Regions from separate parts of the Mus musculus genome. Here all the other regions are linked to region 1. A link is a contact called in public Hi-C data. All regions are on one chromosome and are shown on one strand. The core of a region is the stretch at or near the end of the contact, and the rest is flanking DNA. Distances in the headings are between cores, read along the strand shown.

Evidence for each region. Hi-C and Micro-C count contacts between places; a contact is called where the count stands out from the background.
Region 2: a Hi-C map of liver shows a contact between it and region 1, with 2.4 times the contacts expected there. The contact joins the enhancer-like site here to the promoter of Pter in region 1. A contact is called at or near these places in 1 of 484 Hi-C or Micro-C datasets (liver), 2 of 115 datasets of contacts at active chromatin or transcription factors (embryonic stem cells and kidney) and 1 of 9 other capture datasets (adipose tissue).
Region 3: a contact with region 1 is called in a Hi-C map of Th1 cells, with 2.0 times the contacts expected there. The contact joins the enhancer-like site here to the promoter of Pter in region 1. A contact is called at or near these places in 1 of 39 promoter capture datasets (liver), 5 of 484 Hi-C or Micro-C datasets (Th1 cells, liver and nephron progenitors) and 4 of 115 datasets of contacts at active chromatin or transcription factors (the SCID.adh cell line, bone marrow-derived macrophages, cardiomyocytes and 1 more).

Annotation. Positions count from the first base shown.
Region 1 is chr2:12,922,708-12,925,407 of GRCm38.p6, reverse strand. It overlaps Pter (phosphotriesterase related), which reads right to left and starts at 1,367. Exons shown (of 6, transcript NM_001305437.1): 1 at 1,210-1,367.
Region 2 is chr2:12,878,400-12,881,099 of GRCm38.p6, reverse strand. No RefSeq gene overlaps it. Among named protein-coding and RNA genes, the nearest start is that of Pter, 44 kb to the left of the region's middle. Within about 2 kb of position 1,404, at least 8 of the 459 cell types and tissues checked have an H3K27ac peak or open chromatin away from gene starts, as enhancers often do. A contact at or near this core is called in kidney and liver, where this site is marked.
Region 3 is chr2:12,976,152-12,978,987 of GRCm38.p6, reverse strand. Pter (phosphotriesterase related) reads right to left here. Exons shown (of 6, transcript NM_001305437.1): 3 at 371-828. Among named protein-coding and RNA genes, the nearest start is that of C1ql3, 33 kb to the left of the region's middle. Within about 2 kb of position 1,522, at least 7 of the 459 cell types and tissues checked have an H3K27ac peak or open chromatin away from gene starts, as enhancers often do. A contact at or near this core is called in Th1 cells, where this site is marked.

The DNA.
Region 1 (2,700 bases), core at 118-2,617:
CTGTATTGCTTGAACATTCTGTATAGGATTTTGCTCATCCATACCATGAAGCTATCTGGCAAGGCTGTGTAATTAATTAGACTTTAGAGTTTAGGTAAATTTCAAAAAATAAGTACTTGGACATCCCTAGGATTCAGGAACCAGGAACAGAAATAAAATCTGTTTCCTCTTTGACTCCAAAACTACATATACTATGTTTCAGTTACTTTGATAATTTTAAAGTAACATCCAGCCTCCATAAATAAAATCATAATTTCATAAAGACACACTAGCAGAATCTGGTGTTCAAATTATCCTTTTGAAAATTGTCATCTGACTGATTGATAGTCAGAAATAGTCTGATCTTTTTCTTTTCGGTGCGCACTGCGATTCTCTCTCTTTCTCTCTCTCTTTCCCCCTCTCCCTCCTTGTCTCCTCTCTTCTTCCCTTTCCTTTTTCTTTTCTTTCTTTTTTTTTTTTTTTTGGCGTGAATTCATTATTTATAGAATGGCACCAGGCCTCAAGGATACTGTTGGACATCCATCCATCCCTTCTGTCTATGTAAACTAAAATGGAATGGTCCAAGTGGTTGTCTAGTCCCCGGGACCACTCATTCTTTCTTTGTCGCAACGAAAGCAGTATCCTTGAGTACAAAAAGTAAACGCTTGTTAGTCACTCCATGTCGGAGGAGATTTGAAGATGTCTGCCCTGGCAGGTATCACTATATCTAAGGCATCTTTACAGCCACCACTCAGAATCAGGGCGTATAAACTTTGCTCAGATATCTAAGGAGTCACATTTAAGTGTTGCAATACAGCTACAAGAAGGTAAACAATCCAGGAGAAAGTGGATTCTGCTGTTGAAGTTTGTTAAAGAAACCGGAGCAGGGAACAGATGCCTCCACCTTCCATTTCAGCCCATGTAGGGAGAGCAAAGCTACTGCAACAGGTCCCTAGAGTTCAGCAGTCAGACAGAACCGAGCAAGTACAGCACGGGACCTGCTCAGGGCCTCGAGCTTTCAAATCAGACTTTGGGAGACCTGAGGTTGGGGGAAGGTCAGCGCCCTCTGAGCCCAAGTCAGTTCTCCAAGGCTCCTGAAGCCAGGCCCCATGGTCTTTGCAACTCCGGGACCTCCAGAGAAAGGTGGCAGGGCCGCTTCCCCTTTCCCAGGGTGCCGCTCCACGTGGCTGCTTGCAGGACAAGCCCTGAGTTCCAGGCCTAAGTCCTCACCTTTCCTACCAGGTCCACAGCTACTTAACCAGCTCCGGGGCTTCCTTCATTCCGCGCTGTGCGCCGCCTTCTCCCCCTGGGAACTTGACTTGAGCTAGGTCGGCTTCCCCTCCCTTTGGGAAGTTGTCTCTCTCTTCCACCCCCACCCCCACCGCATCATCGCCTCACCCTGCCGCCGTCCCCTCCCTCCGATCCTCCCACTTTGCATGTCCACTAGCCTTTTCCCCGCCCACTGACCCTAAGTCACTCCCACTCAGATTTAAAACCACTCCCTGTGAGCCCGCGCCAGCTCTGAAACCCCGCCCATTAGGTTTCTGCTCTGACAGGGAGGATTTTAAGTCCAGGCTGAACTCCCACCAGCTGGAGGCCCTACTCAGGAGCAAGCCTGAAGTTTGCAGCTAAACTGCTCTCAGAGGCTGAGTTAAGAGCCCACCCAGTCTACATCCTAATTATCCCATTTCTCTTTGGCTCAGCTGATGTGAAATCCCCAAGGAGAAAGTAAGCTACTGGATTTTGCCCAGGTCTCAATTACAGACTCCTTGAGTAATTTTTTTTTCCTGTGTCCTCCAAGACAAGCACTGCCAATTTGATGTCATGCTGCGTTTTGTATCCCTATGATTAACACAGGGAATTCTGGCTTTCTCTCTTTTGTTGATTGTTTTGTTTTGGTTTTTTTTTTTCGTTTTCCTGGACCTGCTTGCTGCATTTAAAACTTGAGTGCTGTACTAGACCACATGAAGCAGCCCTACTACTTGGCATCACTGAACCAAGCTCAGTCAATATGCACTAGTCTGCAAATCATGGTCTTAGGAGCCGCTGTCACCATACAAAGTCTTACCTGTCTGCATTGAACTCCCATTTCATTTTAATCTGAAATCCGAGGAAGAGGAAGAACTTAGAGCAGTCATTTCTAAGGAAGACAGGTTTAGAGCTAAGAATCAATGGCTTATGAAGGCAGTTCTGTTACACTTGGAAACCAACCTGTTTCTGCTTAACGTTTAAAAATAGAGTTTTACTTGTTTAAAGGTTGTTACATTGTATTGTGTGTAGGTGAAAACGGTTTTCCTCGGAATTTCTTTCACTATATGGGTTCTGGGATGGAATTCAGATGGGCAAATCACCTTTATCTGCGAAGCCAGTCTGCAGGCAGTTTTTCTCTGATTACAGACAAGGAAACAGACTTAGAGAAGGCTCTTCAAGTTCTAGGCCAGGACTAAACTGCAGTTTAGTTTATATCAACCATGGTACCATATCTTCTTAGGGAGCTTTGATTGGAAGGCAGAAAATACTTTTATTTAAGTCAGAAGGAAAGAAAGAAGGAAAGTTACACAGTTCCCTTCTCTTTCTTTCCTCGATTACTTCTCTTTTTAAGCAATGCTACAGTAGGAGAAGCCCTTGATAAGGGGGTTAGTAAGGGGCAGATATTGAGAAAAATTTAGCTAGGTAAATCCTAGAATAAACATAGGGTCTCAAACTAAGAGAGGGGGAGAA
Region 2 (2,700 bases), core at 155-2,654, 44 kb after region 1:
TTCAGAATTTCCTGAATGCTTCTGGAAGGTGATGGTTTCTGACAACTGGTTAACACATCACACCTGCCTGAAATGTGCTTGAGAAACTACCTACTTTGATGTCTTCAAAATCCTTTGAACCATTGGATTACTGTTACTTCCACATCATATAGGAACTTTGTATTTTATATTATATCCATAAGTGCCGCAGACCTTCTGGGCCCTTTTGTCTGTGTGGAACGCGTCTCTAGTCGCGGGTGGACAAAGCGTCGGATGAATTGACAGATAGATGCACACAGGAGAGGTTGTGTTGGATCTGAATGTATTTGTCAAATCGAGCATCAGAATTTTTATGCAGAAGACAATAAGGAAGTTGGGTGACATATTTGCAAGGTACAAATGAGGTAACTGGAATCTTACATAAAACAGAGGAATGCAAACACAAAAGGTCTAACGGGAACCACCTGGGATAGAATTCATTGTTAACAACTGGGATCATCAAGGGCTCCACTTAAGATTCACTTAATCTTAGAAGCCAGGGTCAAGGGCTTCGCGCCCTTGCCATAGTTCTTATTTTAGTCTATTGTATAGTCCACCTTCCCCTTAGGCCATTGTAAATATGTGTGTATGGGTGTAACTCCACTATAGTTCTAAGTATCTATTCTGGTTTCTCCTTCGGTCTGAAACTTCTTTCTTCCTTAGTGATGGTAAATTCCTGTGTAAGGGAGTGACTTAGCTTTTATTCAGAGTGATAGTGTAGTACCAGAGGCTATTCTGATTAGCAACATTCTTACTGAATTTTAAGCCCATGGTCTTGCTCAAGGACGTTCTAGGACTGTTGGAACACTGGCGGAAGGCTTTGGCTATGTCAGAATTCATTCTTAAAAGGCACTTATAATAGGATAATACTGGAAGAGAGCACGTGGATCCATACACTAGACTAACGCGGGAATGGAAAATTAATGTATGGGTTAGAGAGAATGCCAGACTCCAGGAGCGAGTTTCTGTGAAACTCTTTTGCCTCAGTGAGTAGCTTCCAAGCCTCTCGGCTTGTCAAGCTGACTCGACCAGAGTGCGTGACACATAAGGTCTTATTCTTCTTAAAGGTCAAACTTTCTTCAGTCCCCCCCCCCTTTTCCTTTTCTAGACAGAATTTCTGTTTCATGTTTTTTTCTCCTTAGCTTCAGTACTTCCTGAAAAGAGTTTTCCCCATCCCAAAATTCAGCAGCATCCCTCAATCACTTCTCTACATCCTGGTTGCCATGACATCCTCTTTTGGTGCAGAAACGAAGTAACCAAGGACAGAAATTCTTGACTCATTAATCTTTTGCTTGATATGTACATCGATTGGACCTGAAGCAAGTAATCATGAGACAGATATCCATTTGTCCAGGGCAATGATGTGGACAGTGGTCACCAATGACTCATCTCTAAATGAGGAACTTCTGTGGATCATTATTTACTTTTCAAATAAAGGTTAACCACTGGGTTTATGTTAAACCACTGTTCAGTCAAAGTCCACAGAGTAACTTCACAGATCAAATGGTTAATCAATCTTGTAAAAAATAGTTTATGGTGGTTCTAGGCCTCAGTATTATTTGGTCAGATTTTGTTCTTTTTGTATAGCTTTTTTCCTATTTCCTTCCCAAAGAATTCTGCAATGTGGTTTCAAATGACACTGGAATTTTCATTAAAGTGCATTTAAGTCTGTTTTACATCTTATGAGTTTCTACCTTATGAAAATTTCATCACTTTTTAAAGTTAATCCCATTAATCTTCCAAGTCATCCCTTGATCTTCATAGGAGATATGAACTAATATTATAGTTCTCTGTGAAGAAATACATTTCTATCTGTTTAAACTCCTTAGTAACTTCTAATGAAATGTGCTTAAATGTTATAACATTGAAACATATCTAATTTTCTTTTTAAAAAGTATATTAATGTCAAGACCATATTAGGTTTCAATGGGTTTAAACATTGTACGTAAAATAAAAAGTACTATGAAAAGAATAAGTTGAAATATAGAGTTGAGGTAGAAATGGAGCTAATAGAAGAGATGGCAGCTTAAGAGATACAGATGTTTACAGCAATCAAAAAAAGGGGGAAGGTGGAGGAACTGAGCCTTGATGTCCAACAGAATAGCCAGATGGGTTGACCACATTAGTGCCAAGCTGTGTGACCCTGGACAGGTGAGTTAAGGGCTTAGAGTTGTTCTTTGTTAAATCCAAGGATGTGGAAATGTGTTCTAGTCTTCAATGAATTCTGTAGAATAAACAAATAGAATGTGATTATCACATGCTCAGCTTATAATGTGTGTTAAGTATTTCTGTGCTTTGATGGGCTATTATTCATTTTCTGCTCCTGTTTATGTTTAACAACTAGATAAATGGTATTTGATTGCTCAGAATGCACTAGTGTGCACCTTACGGTGTTCCTATTCATGGAAAATTAAGACAGCACAAAGCAGGACTGAGCTATAAAGGAAGCAATATTTTACCTAGCTTAAGTGAACCTTAAGTCAAGTCTTAGTTAGGACTATATGGAGACACTGTAGAGTAAATTAGAAAAGTTTGTCTTTCTCAAGTCAAGAAATGTCACCAAGGTCAATATTAGCAAAAATCAATAACAGTTCAAAGAGATATATTAGTTTTTATTTGACTCTTAGCCTATGATAATAAATACTGTTAAATACTATCTTGTACTAGATAAATTTAAATGTA
Region 3 (2,836 bases), core at 273-2,772, 53 kb before region 1:
AGTCTCTGCCTGCCAAGTCTCACCCTACTGTGAATTTTCATTGCTGGTTATTATAAAAACCCGAGGGGAAAGCTGAAGCAGCTGATGGTGGGAAAACGAGGTTTACAAAGAGACTGAAGCAGAACCACTGAGCTCTGATAGGGTTCATACAGACTGAGCATTAACACATTGGAATTGTCAATGACGAGTGTGTCCAGAGCTCCTTCCTCATCACTGGGAAGACACGGAGTCCGAACACTCTGGGGTCCAGTTACCAGATGTCTTTGCGAGCTAGCTATTTTTTTTTCATGTATCCAACTACTTCTGAACCAATTGCATTTAGGGTGTCCTAAATGTATATACAAACAGCATTCTAAGTAGTGCTTTTTACCTGCTCCACTGACATGGCTCTGGTTGCTGCAGAGTGAGTTGCATCAACATAAAACCCAGCTCCAGCTATGATGTGGACTCCAGTCTGCTCTGCCAGCCACTTCAGCGTATGCACGTCCCTGCTGAGCCCAGTTGTCGTATTCTCCACCAAGGCTCCTCCGCCCTTAGCCTTGAAATACAACAGCTCTTCTCTTATGGCTCCTACCTCCTGATTCAACTGAAGGTTCTCTCGATGGGAATAGGGGTTTTTCTGAATCCAAAATAGATTTTTCATCATGATAGGTTCCTTGGAGGTGACTTCGTGGCATGGAGGAGGTGGGCAGTAAAAACTGTCAAAGGTCATTGTCAGATGCTCGTGGGTCAGGGTGCGTCCCAGTTGGCTGGGTTCTACAAGGCCCAGAACTGTTTGTACTTTCCCACTTAAGGAAGACATTCCTGATAGTGTCTCAGGGATTTTCTCTAGAGAGGAAAAGGGAATATGGAATTAGAAAATTTAACACAAGCATGTAGTCTGTCAGTGGAGAGTGGGGGTTGTGGATATGCCAATGAAACTAGAGAATGAATCAATGAAACTAGAGATATGACCTCATTTGTCATCTGCCCCAAGTGGGATGCATGAATAAAATGTCCCCAGTCCCTTCCATCAGGTCTCCTCTGACAGATCAGCTCTAAACTTATTTATTGGAAATATTTCTTCAGTTCAGTTCAGATTTATATTTCTTTTTTTTTTTTGTCTCAGTTTTAGCTATGCTTTTTTGGATACTTGAACAAAAATCATATAAATCCCTCCTCCCTTTGTTACCAAAAGCTCCTATTAAAATCAGCCATGCATTAATACCATTTCCCCCTTCTTATCCAAATGAAATATACTGAGGCTTCTACTCACGGTACTACCCATTTGCTCCTGAAGTAAATGAACTTCCGCTCACGGCCTGCTATATGCCCGAAGCATAACACAGAACCTCTAACCTGCCTCACTTCATAGGGGATGGCCACAAAATCATTGAGGAAAGAAGAAATGCATAAGTAGGTTTATTAATGTCAAAAATAAGAAGAAACAAGCCCTTTCACTTTCAAGGGGGTTTATTGCATAGTGCAAACTGAAAGTGACCTTTCAATACATAAAAGGAAAACTTCACTGTTACAATGAAAGTGACTACGATGTTATCTGTGATGGTTAAAAGCTGAATGTCAACACGACGCAACCTAAAGGGAGACTCAGTGAGGAAGTGTCTTCACTGAGTTTGGGTATTTCTATAGGGAATTCTCTTTATTACATTAATGGGCATGGAATGACCCAGACCATTATGGATGGCAACACGCATTCCCTAGGTAGGGGATCCAGAACTTTATCAGAGTGGAGAAATTGAGCTGAGCACAAGCAAGCAAGCAAGCAGTGTTTATGAGCTCGCTTCTCTTTGCTTTTGACTGGGTATGCTGTGACCAGCTGTCTCAGTGCCTGTCTCTGTGACTCCTCTACAATGATGGACTGTCGTCATCTGGAACTGGAGTTAAAATGAACCTCTCCCCCTCTAAGCTGCTTTGTGTCGGGGTATTTTATCACGGCAACAGAAACAAGCCTAGAATGCTGCTGAAACAGGAATCAGCTGCCATCTCTAGAAGGAGCAAAAACCTCTTTATTGCTCACATAATTTCCTTTCAGACACAAAGAGTATCTGCCCAGGTTTTTCTCTCAGTGACAGCAAGAATTCCTATTCCAGCATTCCCATGTTCAATGTGTACCCCTAATACAGCAGACTGAATGGAAAAGGTGACAGTGGACTTGGTGAATAGACACACTGTAGCCACCGCCGCCAGAGCACTGCCCGAAATGAAGCTCCACCCAGAGGACCTGGCAGACATGATCATGAGGCTGGAAGAACAGAGTAGCTTTGAAAGCTTTCAAAGTGTTCCTACCACAGACATTCTAAAATTAGTCCCCCCATATCTTTGGAAGCCTTCTCTGTATGTGGGGAGGGGGGTAGTGCATCATTTCGAGCCTGTGCATGTGGAGATCAGAGGTCAACCTCGGGTATCAGTCCTCTGAAGCCATTCACCATGTTCTTTTGAGACAGAGTCTCCCCCTGGACTAGAGCTCACAGAGAAGGCAAGCTGCAGGCTTCTACCTATGACTAACCCTGATTATAGGACTCCTAGTGTCTACTAACATACCTTTTCAGTCCCTAGGACCCACATACAATGTATGTGGGTTCTAGGGACAGAATTCAGGTCCTCATGTCTATAAGGAAAAGACTTTAACAACGGAAGCATCTTCTAGTCCCTATCTATGATTAGCTGAGCATCTTGTTTCTCATAAATAAATTAGAGACTATGCATTACTTAGGAATCAAAATAAGTAGGAATTAAGGCAAATGCAAGCGAATACTACACATAAAAATATTGTCAAAAGTGGAACACAGTCTATAGTCAACAGAGAGCAGAATTATTCTGCACTTTGACTACATCA